3 separate regions of the Muntiacus reevesi genome follow, and all the other regions are linked to region 1. A link is a contact called in public Hi-C data. All regions are on one chromosome and are shown on one strand. Each heading gives the region's core, a stretch centred on a gene start, on an enhancer-like site or on the middle of the called end of the contact. The rest is flanking DNA. Distances are from core to core; before and after follow the strand shown. Region 1 holds the start of LOC136151588 (gametogenetin-binding protein 1-like). Region 2 holds the start of PHF1 (PHD finger protein 1). Region 3 holds the start of MLN (motilin).

Region 1 (4,571 bases), core at 2,057-4,556:
GCTTGGGCCCGCAGCCTATGCAGACCGGAGGTCTCCAGCCCCAGGCTCCGGGTGCCCGCAGGCGGGTGGGTGGGCATACCTGGCCGTCCACGACGCCCGCCTCCTTCAGGGTGATCTCTGGCTGGGTCAGCAGCTCCCGGCCGTCGTAGCCACCCATCTTCCAGAGGCGGGACTCCCGCTGAACAACCAGAAGCTTCTTTAGCTCCGCCTCCACAAAACCTGAGAGCCAGAGAGACGGGCATGGGACAGGCAGGAGGGGGCAGCTGCAGCCTGTCTGGGATCTGAGGAAGGCGAAGTGGCCCCAGCTCTCCAAACCTCTCCCTGCCCCGCGTGGCCCCTGGTCACCCCCAGTCGGGCCCCTAGAGCCCGCCGGACTCCACCTCCCCACCGCCCAGCCTGTCCCAGGACACTCACTGGGCTCCCTGCCCCCATCGTGAATGTGACTCTCTTTACCTGCCTCCCCGGGGACAGCGTTCACTCGAGGGGCAGATATCTGCTCCACCCCTCCCCGCCTCCTCCAGCAGGTCCAGCGTACCAGTCCGGAGTAACCCACACCGCGGGGGTTCAAGCCCCAGCTCTGCCATTGACCAGCGAGGTGATGGTCGACAAATTACTTAACCCCTCTGGGCCCCAGTGATCTCACAGGGAAGCGGAGACTATAAAACAGGACCGACCTCAGAGTCAGAATGCAGCATTGCATGAAAAGTGCTTAGGACGGGGTTTGGCCCATGGTAAGGAAAATGTCAACGGCGACTTTACTGGAGGCTGTCGTTCATTACCACTGAAACATCTGCTCGCCACACCTGGGTGGCGAGGTGGCTGCGATGGGAGAAGGGAGGGGCCCTGGGCACCGTCACAGCAAGTGCACACCTGATGGGGAAACTGGGGGTGCAGGGGGGCGCCACTGAAGGAGCTGGAATTCTGGGCTGGGAAAGGGTGGTGCTCGAGGAGCCACGGTCCGGGTCGTAACCCGCCGCCTACCTCCCAGGCCTCCCCCGCCTCCCGGCCTGGGCGATCATTTTAGGTCCTATGGCTCCCCCTGGTGGTATTAACTGGTGTCGCATCTGAGAGCCGCTCCATCAAAGCGGGGCTGGGGGCGGGGTGAGGGGGGTGCGGGCAGCACACCCACCTACTGTGTCCGTTGACCTGAAGGCCTTATGCAGCGGTGACTGGAGGGTGACGGTGCCTGGGACGCAGAGCTTGAGGGCGCTGTCCTCCTCCTCCTCCGCCTCCTCTTCCTCGCCTGGCACCTCTCGGGGCAGGCCTTCCTTGAGAGGGAACTGGGTGTGACCGCCACCCCGCAGGTGAGGAGGGCGGCCCGAGCCTGGGCCCCCACCCCGACCCCGACCCCCAAGCAGAGAGCAGGACGGGGTGAGACAGGCGCCGCTCTCCCGGGCCCACCCCGCCTCCGCCCGCCTCCGCGCGCCGGGGCCCCACCGACCTTGGCCATGGCCCCCTTCTGGAGCCGCTTGTACAAGCCGAGGAGGCGGTTCCAGGGGGTTGCCCCCACCTTGGAGGAGGCCAGCCTTAGGTCACCTGTGGAGGGCAGTGGTCACGGGGGGCCCACAGCGAAGGGTGGAGGCCCAGCCTGAGGAGCACGGGTCCTTCGGGAGGGCTGAGCTAGGGCCAGCTATCCTTGTGTCCTTTGGCAAACGCCTGCTATGTGCCAGGCACAGTTCTAGGCATTTCACAAAGAGAGAACGTCTCACTTAATCCTTGCTAATGCCCTCTGACAGGAGTGCTATCATGCTCCCATTCTACAGATGGGGAAACTGAGATGCACAAAGGCTGAGCGACTTGCCGCCCTCACACCGCCTGGGCCGAGTGGCACTGGGATCCAGCTCTGCTCAGACTGCCCCGCATCCTCCCCAGCCCGATGCCCCGGCCGTCCCCCGGGGCCTGTGGCCACCGCACTCACCATCAAGCAGACACTCCTCCTCCCTGGAGGCCTCGGGGCTGAACTCCAGTGGCCCCACGGCACTCAGCACGCATCCCAGTTCCACCACCAAGGCCTGGGCAGAGTGGCCCCTGACCCCAGAGCACAGTCAGATGGGGGTGGCAGGCAGGGCCCAGAGAGGTGGTGAAGGTCCCAAACCCCCACCAAGGCCCTGCGCAGCTCCTCCAACCCCCTGCTCCCCACTGCTCTCTGCTCTGCCCTCTGGGGTATTCATCAGAGAGGAGGATGATCCCCTCAAAAGCAGGGAGGAGGGGAGGGGCCCAGCAAGGAGCTGGGAAGTGATGGGAGGCCCAACTCACCCCACATGCACCTTTCCTAGCCCCTGGCCTATACCCTTGTCTTTTCGGTGCCCCTATCCACAACCCCTCACTTGCAGGAGGACCCCCGTCTCAGCCTCCCTCTGTCATCTCCAGGTTCCTCTCCACTTTGATGTGAACAACCATGCCCACCCAGTCCTCTGCCCACCCAAGAAGTCCATTCCTGATAGTGAAAGTAGCTCAGTCGTGTCCAACTCTGCGACCCCATGGACTTTACAGTCCATGGAATTCTCCAGGCCAGAATACTGGAGTGGGTAGCCTTTCCCTTCTCCAGGGGATCTTCCCAACCCAGGGATCGAACCCAGGTCTCCCACGTGGCAGGTGAATTCTTTACTGGCTGAGCCACCGGGGAAGTCCAAGAATACTGGAGTGGGTAGCCTATTCCTTCTCCAGGGGATCTTCCCGACCCAGGAATCAGACAGGGGTCTCCTGCCTTGCATGTGGGTTCTTTAGCAGTTGAGCTACCAGGGAAGCCCCTGGTCTGTCCCCAGTTCGGGTCCTCAAACCTCAGGCCCACGTCCTCCTCCCTCCTGACACCCTGACTCCCCCCAGCTCCTCCATCCCCGGCCCAGCCCCTCACCTTTCTGAAGTCCCCGTATTCCCTGAGGCCTCCCCTGTGGCCGCCTCTTCCCTCTCCTCCAGCTCAGACAAGTGGTCCAGCACCTCCTGGCTTCCTCTGGGCAGGACTGGCTTCACCTCTACGCTCTGAGCCACGACCCTCACGACCTCTGCGGCTGGGGAGGTCTGGGGCCCTGGGTTCCCCCTCTCCAGTCTCGAGGGGCTGGGCCGCGGCAGGGCCCCAGGGCGGGCGCAGGTCAGCCTGGTGGGAGGCCTGGACTCCCTCCACGCAGGTCATCCCCGACGGTGACGGTTGGTCATCAAGAGGACGGCGTCCTGCCCCCTCAACCCCTTCCGCGGGGCCTTGTCTGAGCTCTTCGGGCTGCGCTTGCTGCCCACCAAGCTTCGGAAAAAGCAGAACATGGAGGAGCGGCCCAAAATTCGGGGTCGAGGGCCTGAAGCAGGGGCCTCCATCCTGAGAGGGTCCCTGACTTGGAGCGGCCGCAGCAGCCACCACAGGACCAACTGCTTAAGAACAGAAGGGGGTTTTCAAATTGAAAACCTCCAGTTGGAAACTTCCAGGAGTTCTAGAAGGTGGGGGCAGGGGGGGGGCATTCGTTGGGAGCAGAGTGGGCAGGGGTTTGACAAGGCCTGGGGAGCCAGCTGGGGTGGGGGCTTGGGGGGGTTGGGGAGGCCCCAGGAGACAGTGGGGGGGCAGGCAGAGCAGTCCCGAGGAACCCTAGCTCTGAGGATGGGGTCCAGGGCAGCCCAGGGCTTTCTCCTCCCCTCCTGTCCTTCCCCTGCGGCCCTGCCGTCCTTGGGATACACTCATTCCCCGCAGCCGGTGGATGTCCTTCCCCTCCCCTCCCAGCTGGCACGGCCCCCCCCACCCCGTGCCCTCCTTCCTGCACGCCTGCCGGTCACACTCAGGGTGACGTCACATTTCCCCTGTGGAGACCACCAAGGTAGGCGCCTGGCACACTGTCTTAACTGCACGCTGAATCTCAGTATTATTCCTGGAGACCTGATTATAAACCCATCTCAGTGACCTCGGGAGAGGTTCCTTAAGCCAGTCCAGCCTCAGTTTGTTCCCCTGTAAGATGGGTGTGGCCCGCTGCACCAACTTCCCAGGGTTGTTCCAAAGTGCTCTTATTTATTTATTTTTATATTTATTCATTTGGCTTCACTGTGTCTGAGTTCAGCACGTGAACTCTTAGTTGCTGCATGTGGGCTCTAGTTCCCTGACCAGGGATCGAACCCAGACTTCCCTCTTAGCCACTGGACCACCAGGGAAGTCCCTCCCAAGGGCTTTTAAAGTGCCTGGCACACAGTGGGTGGAGCTCAAGGAGCCTCCCCATCCTGGCTGTTTTACTGACACTGAGGGAAGGGAGCAGGGGACAGACCAAGAAGGAGGACCGGGAATCAGGGTGGGGGAAAAGCCGTGGGGGTGGAGGAGGGAGGCTGCTTTCCCCTGCGGAGCCCAGACCCGCCTCAGGCCACGGGCTGTGGCTTCGCATCCGGCGGCCACTGAGCTACTTCCTCTAGAGGGAGCTGATGGGAGCCGGGAGCCGCTGGCACCTCTATGATCGCCGCAGCCCCGCGGGTCCCTAGGGCCGCGCTGGGACCGGCAGAGGCTGCACTCCAGACACCGGGGATCCACTGACACCCCTTCCTGGAAGCCAGGCCTGGGGACCCGACCCTGGGAGCAGTCCCTGGCCCCTCAGGATCTCTGGCCTCCG
Region 2 (4,737 bases), core at 240-2,739, 130 kb after region 1:
TCACAGCTGACCAGCCGGTTCCCAGGGACCACAGTTTCAGAGCGACATACACAGCAGAGGAGCTCCTCCCCAGGGAGGGCCGCTGTGAGAGAACAGAGTGTCAGAGGGCTTTGTCCTCCAGCCCCTTTCTGTCCCCCATGCCAGGCTTGTTTTCCATGGGATCCATACTCTCAGGCTTCTCACCAGGGCTAATGTCTTTCCATAGAACCAGAAACTGGGAATCATCCTCAAACTGAACCAGACATACCTCCCGAGCACTGTCCACCTGGAATGGGCGAGCACAGAAGATGGAACAGGAATCAGACTAGATAAGGGGAATGAGAAAAGGTGACAGGTCAGAAGGCTCACCTTTTTGATGGTCCCCAAGTATAGCAGCCCATCTGTCCATCTGGCCAGCACATCTTGACCCTCCCAAAGTCGAGGCCGAGGGCCTGAGGTGGGAGCAGGGGAAGCTGGGTCCCAAAGTGGGGGGGCACCAGAGCGGCTCAGCCGGGGGGGCTGTGCCATTGCATCCTGGGGGGGCCTAGTTAGAAATGAGACGATAGGAGAAAGTTACGAATATTGAGGAACTAGCCCCCATTTTCTTTGCCTGTTTTTCTGTCAAAAGACTTGAGCAGGTGTGCCCAGCCTCCATTTCCCTGAGACACCTGGGTAGGAAACCCACTGGGCACCTCTTCCGGTCTTCCTGACTCCGGCTCTCCCAAAAGAGCACCACAGGCTCTCTTCTCCCAGCCGTCCCCGCCACACCACCAACCTAGTTCTCTAGTTTCCCAGCTTCCAGAGCTCCCCTGGGATGTTGTATCCTGGCCTTGAGATTTTAGCAGAAACGACGGTTGCAGAGGCAAAGGTTACCACTCAGTTTCCAGTATCACCTTCTACCACTGTTTATAGTGGTATTATAATTGGGGTGCTGTGTTCCAGAGATGTGTTTCGGGAGCTTTTTCTGGAGATGTTTTCCAGAGTGGAAAAGGTTGCCTCCTGGGCCCCTGTGTCTCATTCAGAACAATCATCTTGGTGCTAGGTTATGTCAGGTCACCCTCAAATTCGGGGCTCCCTGCCCCCGGGTTAGATAACTTCCCTGAGTGCCCCGGGAGGGGGGCGTGTCCCAGTCCGGGTCTCTTCTCCCCACGACGGCGAGTCCGAGAGGGGACTTGAGTCGGCCCAGCCCGACCCGCCGCCCGGGCGGCGCGGCTCTCCCGCCCGCGCCCTGCGCGCCGACCCCCGGCTCCCTGCCCCCCCACGGGCGCCTCCCGCCGCCTCCTTACCAGTGACAGCTGGGGCCGCCGGGCGCCGGGCAGAGGCAGACGTGGGAGACTGAGGTGAAACCCCCGCGCGGGGAGGGCACGGCTGGGCGTCGGGGGGGCGTGCAGGCAGAGACCGGGGGGTCCCCAGGCCCAGCCCCTCCGTCCGGGCGGCTCTGGGGCGTATGACGCAGCAGCCAAAGCAGCGGCAGCGGCAGGAGGAGGCGGCGGGGGGAAGGAGGGGAGGGGAGGGGAGGGACAAACCGGCTCGGGGGGAGGGTGGAGGGAGGGGAGGGCCGGGGGGAAGGAGGAGTCGGGGGGGGGGCGGGCACCTCCTCACCCCACCTCCCTCACCTCCAGCGGGCCTGGAGGGCGTGGAGGGAGCCGGAGCGTCTCCGCGGATGGGGAGGACGGGCTCTCGGACCCGGCGGGAGAGGGAATCCCCGCAGCCCCTTCCTCCGGAGGGAGGCCTGCCCTCGGGGCAGGAGGGAATCCCCCGCTAGGCCGCCGGCCGGGCCCCCGCCCCGCGCCACATCCGTTAACTGCCCCCCGCCCCGCAGGGTCACTCCGGGCCCCGCCCCGCGCTCTAGTTCACGACCCCGCCCTCCATTCACCCGTCCCATGGCCCCCGCCCCGCGGGCCCCGCCCCCTCCCGCCTTTGCCCCGGCCCCGCCCTCCCCGGAGCTAGTTGCCCCCACCCCCGCCCACCGTCGCCGCGCCTCTGCGCACGCGCGACCCCTCCCGCGCGCGCGGCACCTGGGAAGACCCAGCCCTCCTCTGACGGGGCGGCGGCCCTCGGCGGTTGGCGCGAGGGAGTTAGCCCGTGCGCCCCGCCCCGCGCGGGCAAGGCGGGTGCACCGACTAGAGCTAGTACCGAGGCGGTGACGCCGCCGAGAGCCAGCCAATGGCGGCGGGCGGAGCTAGCCCCGGCGGTTCGAAAGGGAAGGCAGAGAAAAAGCGGGAGGAGAGACCCCGCAGCTTGTGGGCGGGCGCGCCGGTCCCGCCCCGGACTCCCACCTTCCCGCACTCACCGAGTTCCTGCCCCGGGCGAGGGTGGCTTGTGGCGGAGGAAGAGGAACTAGTGACGGACACCTGGTGCGCACACCTCAGGACGTGGACAGGGACGGGAGCGGGGAGAGGGGCTACCCTGACTCTGGGGTGACCCGTTAGAAAAGCCAAAGCCCTGTCCCCGTGAAACACTGACGTTTGGCAGAATGGAAGAGCCACAGCTCCCATCTTCATGGATATGACAAATATCCCCCTTATTGGGCAACCGCTAATAAAACCTTTATTTAAAAACAACAAAAATTCTCTTCTTTATTTGATAGGCCCAGGTATCAGCGCCCCCTCCCAATAAAGCACCACCACCCCACCCCACCCCCACCGTGTGCCTCACACATACACACACACACAATCTAGATCCATCTTCATTTCTTGTTGGCCTGGGCAGTGCCAATGACACACTGGTTCACCTGCGGGCAGGGGATTTAGACAAACAGTACAAAAAAAGTTTTCAGAGCAACCAAACGAAGTTTTCCCCAAATCACCTCTGAACCCTCAGTATTAGGGCTGCCCTCAGAATCCTGAAATAAAGGCTCTGAAAGCAGGTTCAGGCTGGTCTCAGTTCTCCCACGCCCACTGGGCACACTAGATGTGAAAGAGGGGGAAAGGCCAGAGAAAGGACAGAAGCTCCTCACAGGAGCAGAGAGAGGCACTTCTCTTTCTAGACAATCCCACAGCCCTCCCACCACTAATGCTCAATAAGCTAGATAACACGGCAACATAAACATAAAACATAAAAGAACCAAAGCTCCTTAGAAAATTAATGATCCTCAGTCTAGGGCCGGAAATGTACAAGATGAATCCGGAGAAAGGACTACTGGGAACTTGTCTAAAGGGCACAGGAGCCAAGTTGGAGCTTCCACTGGCCAAAGGCGGGCAATTTGAATATCAGAAAGAAAAATGACTTCAAAGGATATATACCAAAAGTATAAGATGTTATCTCTTGCATAAAAACTCACTGGTCATCTTTGGAAGTTGCCAAGATACCAACTTACAATAGTGAAAATTGATGAAGAATCTAGCATTTATCCCATCTTACCTATATGGACTGCATTTCAGAATAACCAGAATAGAATAACCAATTTCAGAATTTCAGAACAGATGACAAGGAGAGTTCTCAAGAATTATGATTAATAAATGTAGAACAGCTGAGAAAATTAGAAAATCACCATTTTAAAACTCCCTAATAATAGATCTGGGGCTTCCATGGTGGCTTAGTGGCAAAGAACTGCCTGCCAATGCAGGAGAGGTGGGTTCAACCACTGGAGAAGGACATGGCAACCCACTTCAATATTCTTGTCTGGAAAATCCCATGGACAGAGCAGCCAGGTGGACTACAGAGTTGGACATAGTGACTAAACAACAACAAACAATAGATCTAGATAGCATCGCTGACAAAATCATTAGGGGAGAAAGTTGAAGGGAGTTTTTAAATGGATAGATCGGGCTGATATTACCCAAGTCCAGTGATCAATTTTTATATCATTAAAGGTGATACAACTAGGGGGAGGGGGAAAAATGGAACAACTCGATACTAGGTGCCTCCTGATATGATGCAATAAAATGTATCATACTATTTAAATTTTCTTGCCAAGAAATTTGAATCTGATTCAAATCAAGCCTCCAAACCTAATTACAAGAAAACAAAAATTATGGAGGAAAGAGGAAGCAACCCGCCAAAATCTAGAATATATGTTCTATAGGACAAATCACTCCACTTCTTCAACAAATAAATCTGGGGGTGAGATTATTACAGATTAAAAGAAACTCAAAAGACCATTTCAACTAAATTAAAAGGGTGGTCCTTGCTTTGATCCTGAATGGAACAAACCCTAATGTATAAAAGGCATTTGAGACAATCAGGGGAAATTTAACATAAACTGGGTATTAGAGGATGTCAAAGAGTTCACGTTGTTGGGTATTAATGATGTTGGTAGAACTTTAATTGATTTCCCTGGTGGCTCAGACGGTAAAGCATCTGCCTACAATGAGGGAGACCCGGGTTCAATCCCTGGGTTGGGAAGATCTCCTGGAGAAGGAAATGGCAACCCACGCCAGTATTCTTGCCTGGAAAATCCCATAGACAGAGGAGCCTAGTAGGCTACAGTCCATGAGGAACTTTAATTGAACTTGTAAGGTAGCAAGGGAAATCCTGATTAAAGCAGAAGACCACAGCAGGGCGCTAAGGTGGCCGATTACTTCCACAGCAGCAAGAGTGCAGAAGAACACCCGTAATCTGAGACCCTGAATAAAGCAAGAAAGCATCTCAAGGCTGTATCTTCAGGAAAATGAGTTATCAGAGGAATACATTACCCTCCAAGGCACTATGTAAAGAAACTTCCTGACTTAACTCTTGTAGAGGGAGCTTAAGTTTCTTAGAGAATTCATAGCCTGGACACAGCTGACCCTTGTGGGGACTGGAGTCTGAATTCAC
Region 3 (4,775 bases), core at 746-3,245, 200 kb before region 1:
AGGAGAGTCGGTGGCTGGACAAGACCAGCAGGAAGAAGAGACCACCGACCCCTTGGCAAAAGCGCTTGAGCCCCAGCCGCAGGGATGGAAAAAGGCAAAGTCAGCAGCTCATCCTACAGTGAAAAAGCTCTCGCTCCCACCCTGAGCGGCCAGAACGCAAACAAACGTAGGTGACACGCCAGCTGCCAGTTGGATCACGAAAGTGAGCAGCAATTGGATGTTCACCTTCTTATTTAACGTTTTTATTGATTCTGATGGAGTGAATTAAACGTGAACACCAGAATGGAAAGAGATCCGTAGCCGCTCCACAAAGGAAATGAAGCACCAGCCGTGTGATACAGCGGGGTCCTGCTCGAGGGAGCGGGGCCCAGAGACCCTGCAGCAAGGGGAGGAGGTCTGCAATTCGAAGCCCCCCTCCTCACCGCGCCCTGTCCCCTCAACAGAGCATGGGGCCTCGGCTTCTGAGAGGCGGTCTTCAGCGGGTGGGTGGTCCTTCCCACCCCCCTAGAATGGCAGGCGTTGGCCATCTGAGCCCTTCTGTTCTCGTTCTTGGAGTTTAGCAACACCGGGAGACCATGCAGGACGGGGCGGCAAGAGAGTGAGAAGGCAGGGGGCCCTTCAGATGACCGAGGAGACGGGCCCTGGTGGAGAGGCAAGGTGCAAGCCCGCAGCCTTGGAAGATTCTCTCCAAAGGGAGGGTCGAAGTCGGAGCCAAAGGGAAGCTCAGGGGCCAGTCAGGGGTAGGACCCTCTCCTCCCAATGGAATCCAGTCCGCCCAAGGGCTGTGGGAACCCCGAGTTGAGCCCCAGAAGCTCCTAATCTGAACCCTGTATCCCCCCACCACTGCTGCAGCAGAGGCTGCCCCCGGCCTCCCCTCCCCGCTCGGGGGTCCTGCCCCCTGCGGTGCCTCCCCCTTCTGTGGGCAGAGGCCACGCGCACCAGGCCTCAGAAGGGCCGGCCTCTAGCCCCTACTGCCTTCAAGTGGGTCCCTTCACCTTCGCAGGTTTCCTCCCCTCCCCGATCACACCTGCTCCCAGGCTGGTGTGAGGAGGGTGTGGGAGACGGCTTGGAATGGGACCCCCCTGTGCTGGTGGAAGGAATCAACCAGAGGGGGCCACGCCCCGCAGGCCACGCCCCGGCCCCAGCACCACTCTGACCCCGCCCCTTTCTCAGCTCTGCACTCCTGGGGTCCCCACGCCCACCTGTTCCCTGGCGGTCTTGGTCCGCCAGCCATTCCCGACACACCCACTTCTGGGATGTTTCGGGCTCGCTCTTAACGCTGGCACCTTGCCAGCACTGGATATGTGTCGGGGGAGGGTTACAGGAAGGAGGTTGTTTCTAGATGGCGGCCCGCAGGCGGCTAGACTTGCTGGAGCTGTGGAGCCGCTTGCTTGAGAGCCAGCGCCGGCTCAGAGGGGCGGGGACCCTTCCCTGCTCTTCTGTGGGGCTCCAAGCTGGAGTTTTTCATCCGGCTCTGCTCCACCTGGGCAGAGGGTCTCAAACCCTCCCTCTCTAGACCTGGGGTCTTGGCCTGATACCACCAGGCAGGACCGGATGGGCCTGGATCCATCCCTCTTATCCTAATTGGCTCAGGGAGCAGGCAGGGCTCTCTGGATCTTGGGACTTGCTTCTACTGATAATCTAAGATTTTTTTATTGGCAATATGGGGTTGCTCCTGCTTCATTAGCCCAGCTGACCCCAGAAGACCTCCCCAGTAACAAAGGGAAGGGCCAACAAGTGGGATGATTCTTTTCTGGTGTGGGCAGGGGACAGGGTGGCCTCTCTCGGGGACTTGGGGCAGAGAAGGGGCTCTGAGCTCCTCTGGTACAACCCCACACCAGGCCCAAATCCAGAGAGGTAAGCAGCTTGCTCAAGATCACACAGGCCCAGGTGGGGCATGGACCAGAGCTGAGGGCGCCGGCCTTCAATGCAGTGGTCTGTCCCTGAGCCCTACACTGGGTGACAGGGGCTCCCTGTCATTGTCCAGCTCCAGAATGCTGTCCCGCAAGGCCACGGCCGTCCTCCTGGTAGTGCATGCAGCCGCCATGCTGGCCTCCCAGACAGAGGCCTTTGTTCCCATCTTCACCTACGGCGAAGTCCAGAGGATGCAGGTAAGATATTCCCAGGCTGCCCGCCTCCCCAGTGTGGCCAAGGTGACCCACAAGCCTGCTCAACGACAAGCATCCTTTCAGAAAACCCACGTTTAATCAGATATGCCAGAGACACAGAGGTGAGCCTGAAGAACTCCAGATAACCCCAGGCTCCAGCCATCCCCCCAGCCACCTTCACTCCTTCAGCAGTACCACAAAGGTGTCAGTGGCTCCCACAGGTGACATCTTTTCCTACCCCTGCCCATCCTTTCGGAGGAAGTTTTCAATTAACAAGCCAATAAATATTTGCAGAGCATCTCTGCAGCACAGAGGGGCACCCTGGGTGAGAGGTCAGGCACACAAGGAAATCTCAGAACCTCCCATCCTCAAGGAGCTGGCTCGGGAGCCAACATGAAAAATTCACTCATGATAGAAAACCAAGCGGGGAGATGTCACAAGACAGGACATGATTAATTGTCCAGAAGTGATGCTGACAGTATGCACTGACTTCAGGGGAGCAGAAAACACGGTGGGCTGGTGAAGAAGAGGGGAACCTGCTCTGGGGTCCCCGAGAGAGAAGGATGGACAGGTGGGCACAAACGTTAAAGCAGGAAAAGAAGGTACTTTTCTAGGGAGTGGCAGCCAAAGCCTTCTTCTCTTTAGAACCGAGAAGAAAACAGGGCCGGCTTAGTGGAACCTAGGTGGTAGGGCCTGTGGAAAACTGGGCTGCTGGACCCACCTCCTTGGGCCTTTTACCTTAGATGTCATGGAGTTCTGAGTGCCTTTCCACTTTTGTCTCTTGATCTCTTTTCTCTTTATTGGCTGTGCTGCACAGCTTGTGGGATCTTAGTTCCCTGACCAGGGATTGAACCCAGGCCCTCGGCAATGACAGGGCAGAGTCCTAACCACTGGACCACCAGGGAATTCCCCGTTTCTCTTAATTTTTTTTTTCTAGATTTTTTTTATGTGGACCATGTGGCTTTACAGGGGCCAGGCTGGACCCAGCTCCCCTTCAGGGGAGGAGAAAACACAGTGGGCTGCAAAGAGATGCAGCAGATCCCCTAAACCTACCTCCACCCACCTATCACTTGGTTCCCTCTGCGGAGAAGATGACCGACTGTCCCAGCATCACCGCTGCCCCGGGCAGGCCCAGAACTGAACCCCCAGAACATCCTCAGAGAAACCAAAGAAACAGGCTGTGTCTGACTTCAGTGCCCGGGGGCCTGGCAAGCAGGATGCCTGGCAAGATGAGAGGCTGGACAGAAAGAGCCTAATTCGGTGCTACACGAACTGGCAAAATGGCAGCGAGAGGGTGCTTGGCATTTATCTGCTCCGTGGTTTCCTCCTCGTTATTGCCAGGCACCGGGATTTTTATGAAGAAGCTGCAGACTCCTTTCTCCATAATTCATCTCCTTGTCTTGCCTCTTATAAATCACCTCCCAGGGACTCCAGTTTCTGGGCCACCCCATGGCGCCCTCACAGGCTGGGTCGTCTTGCCGTCTTTTTTTATAGGCTCTTTGCTATGAAAAACACATTTTCATACTTAATATGCAGGAAGGGTGGCCATTATTTTTAGCATGTTAACTTAATTAACAGTAACAACCTGGGTGTGATGTTTGAACTACAAAGGAAGGATTCCTCTTTGGGTTGACTTGGCGGTGGGCAAATCCAAGGACGGTGTGAAATCACCGGGTGTCTGAGACGCCCTGGGAGAGAGATGCCTGGGAAAGGGGGTTCTTTTGGCCTGTGCGGGGTGGGGGGTCAGGCCCCTTAGCACTCCGAATAGAAACCCCAGAGGGCCACGAGTGGTTGAGAGAGGGTGAGTTTTACACGATTTTGTGCTCGGCCCCTAGGAAAAGGAGAGGTACAAGGGGCAGAAGAAATCCCTGAGTGTACAGCAGAGGTCAGAGGAGGTGGACCCCGCGGAGCCTTGGGAAGAAAAGCAGGATGTCATTAAGGTGAGTAGAAGACACGGCGTGGGGGGGATGGGGTGTGGGATTGGGGAGGTAGTGCAGAGAAACCCAGTGGGGGGATGGTCCCCCGGGCATCACAGAACGTGCTGTGAACTAGACACTCAGGTGACGAGCTCCATCCTAGGAGGGATAGTCAGACACTGATGATGAGACAAGAAATCATTTTAGGCACCAAATAAGGAGGCCTGATAGACAGTGAGGGCGGGGCTGGTGGGGGAGGGGAGGGGAGGCCTCTCTCCCATTCTCTCCCCAGGGAGAGGAGGTGGCATTTGATTTGAAACTTGGAGGGTAAGAAGGGGCCACCCATGAAAGAGCTAGAGCAGGAACATCCCAGAAGAAAGAAGAGCGAGTGCAGAGGCCCCGCTCTGAGGCCCTAGAGGCCCAGGAGGGTCTGAGGGGGCCAAAGAGGCCAGTAAGGCCTGGGAGGCTGCTGAGGGTTCCAAGCTGGGGTGGGTACCTCTTGCCCCCTCTCCTTCACCCAGAACCATGAGATCCATTCTGGGTCATCCAGTCCAGCCTGTTCGTTTTAAAGTAAGAAAAGACAGTTCCCACAGCAACAGGCCGGCACGCAGGGCTGTCCTCCAGGCCTCCTGAGCCCACTTTCTACCCCCGGTGAGCTGGGTAGGAGAAGAGGGAGTGGGCCTGGGACTCCTCCACCACAGCTCTCCAGGGTCAGGGGGTCTCCAAGTCTGCCCGCTGGCTTGTGCAGCAA

The links. Hi-C and Micro-C count contacts between places; a contact is called where the count stands out from the background.
Region 2: a Hi-C map of blood shows a contact between it and region 1, with 4 times the contacts expected there. The contact joins the promoter of PHF1 here to the promoter of LOC136151588 in region 1. A contact is called at or near these places in 2 of 3 Hi-C or Micro-C datasets (blood and muscle).
Region 3: a contact with region 1 is called in a Hi-C map of blood, with 4 times the contacts expected there. The contact joins the promoter of MLN here to the promoter of LOC136151588 in region 1. A contact is called at or near these places in 2 of 3 Hi-C or Micro-C datasets (blood and muscle).

The regions. Positions count from the first base shown.
Region 1 is chr20:9,815,565-9,820,135 of mMunRee1.1, reverse strand. It overlaps LOC136151588 (gametogenetin-binding protein 1-like), which reads right to left and starts at 3,306. Exons shown (of 6, transcript XM_065912832.1): 1 at 2,855-3,306; 2 at 1,919-2,028; 3 at 1,442-1,536; 4 at 1,130-1,280; 5 at 80-219. The coding sequence starts at 3,306. BAK1 (BCL2 antagonist/killer 1) reads left to right here and starts at 4,363. Exons shown (of 6, transcript XM_065912997.1): 1 at 4,363-4,571.
Region 2 is chr20:9,684,391-9,689,127 of mMunRee1.1, reverse strand. It overlaps PHF1 (PHD finger protein 1), which reads right to left and starts at 1,489. Exons shown (of 15, transcript XM_065913006.1): 1 at 1,266-1,489; 2 at 349-523; 3 at 184-265; 4 at 1-82. The coding sequence starts at 507. It overlaps KIFC1 (kinesin family member C1), which reads right to left. Exons shown (of 11, transcript XM_065912992.1): 11 at 2,622-2,713. The coding sequence ends at 2,669.
Region 3 is chr20:10,016,518-10,021,292 of mMunRee1.1, reverse strand. It overlaps MLN (motilin), which reads left to right and starts at 1,995. Exons shown (of 6, transcript XM_065913287.1): 1 at 1,995-2,111; 2 at 3,944-4,048. The coding sequence starts at 1,995. It overlaps TRNAD-GUC (transfer RNA aspartic acid (anticodon GUC)), which reads right to left and starts at 3,013; the gene lies at 2,941-3,013.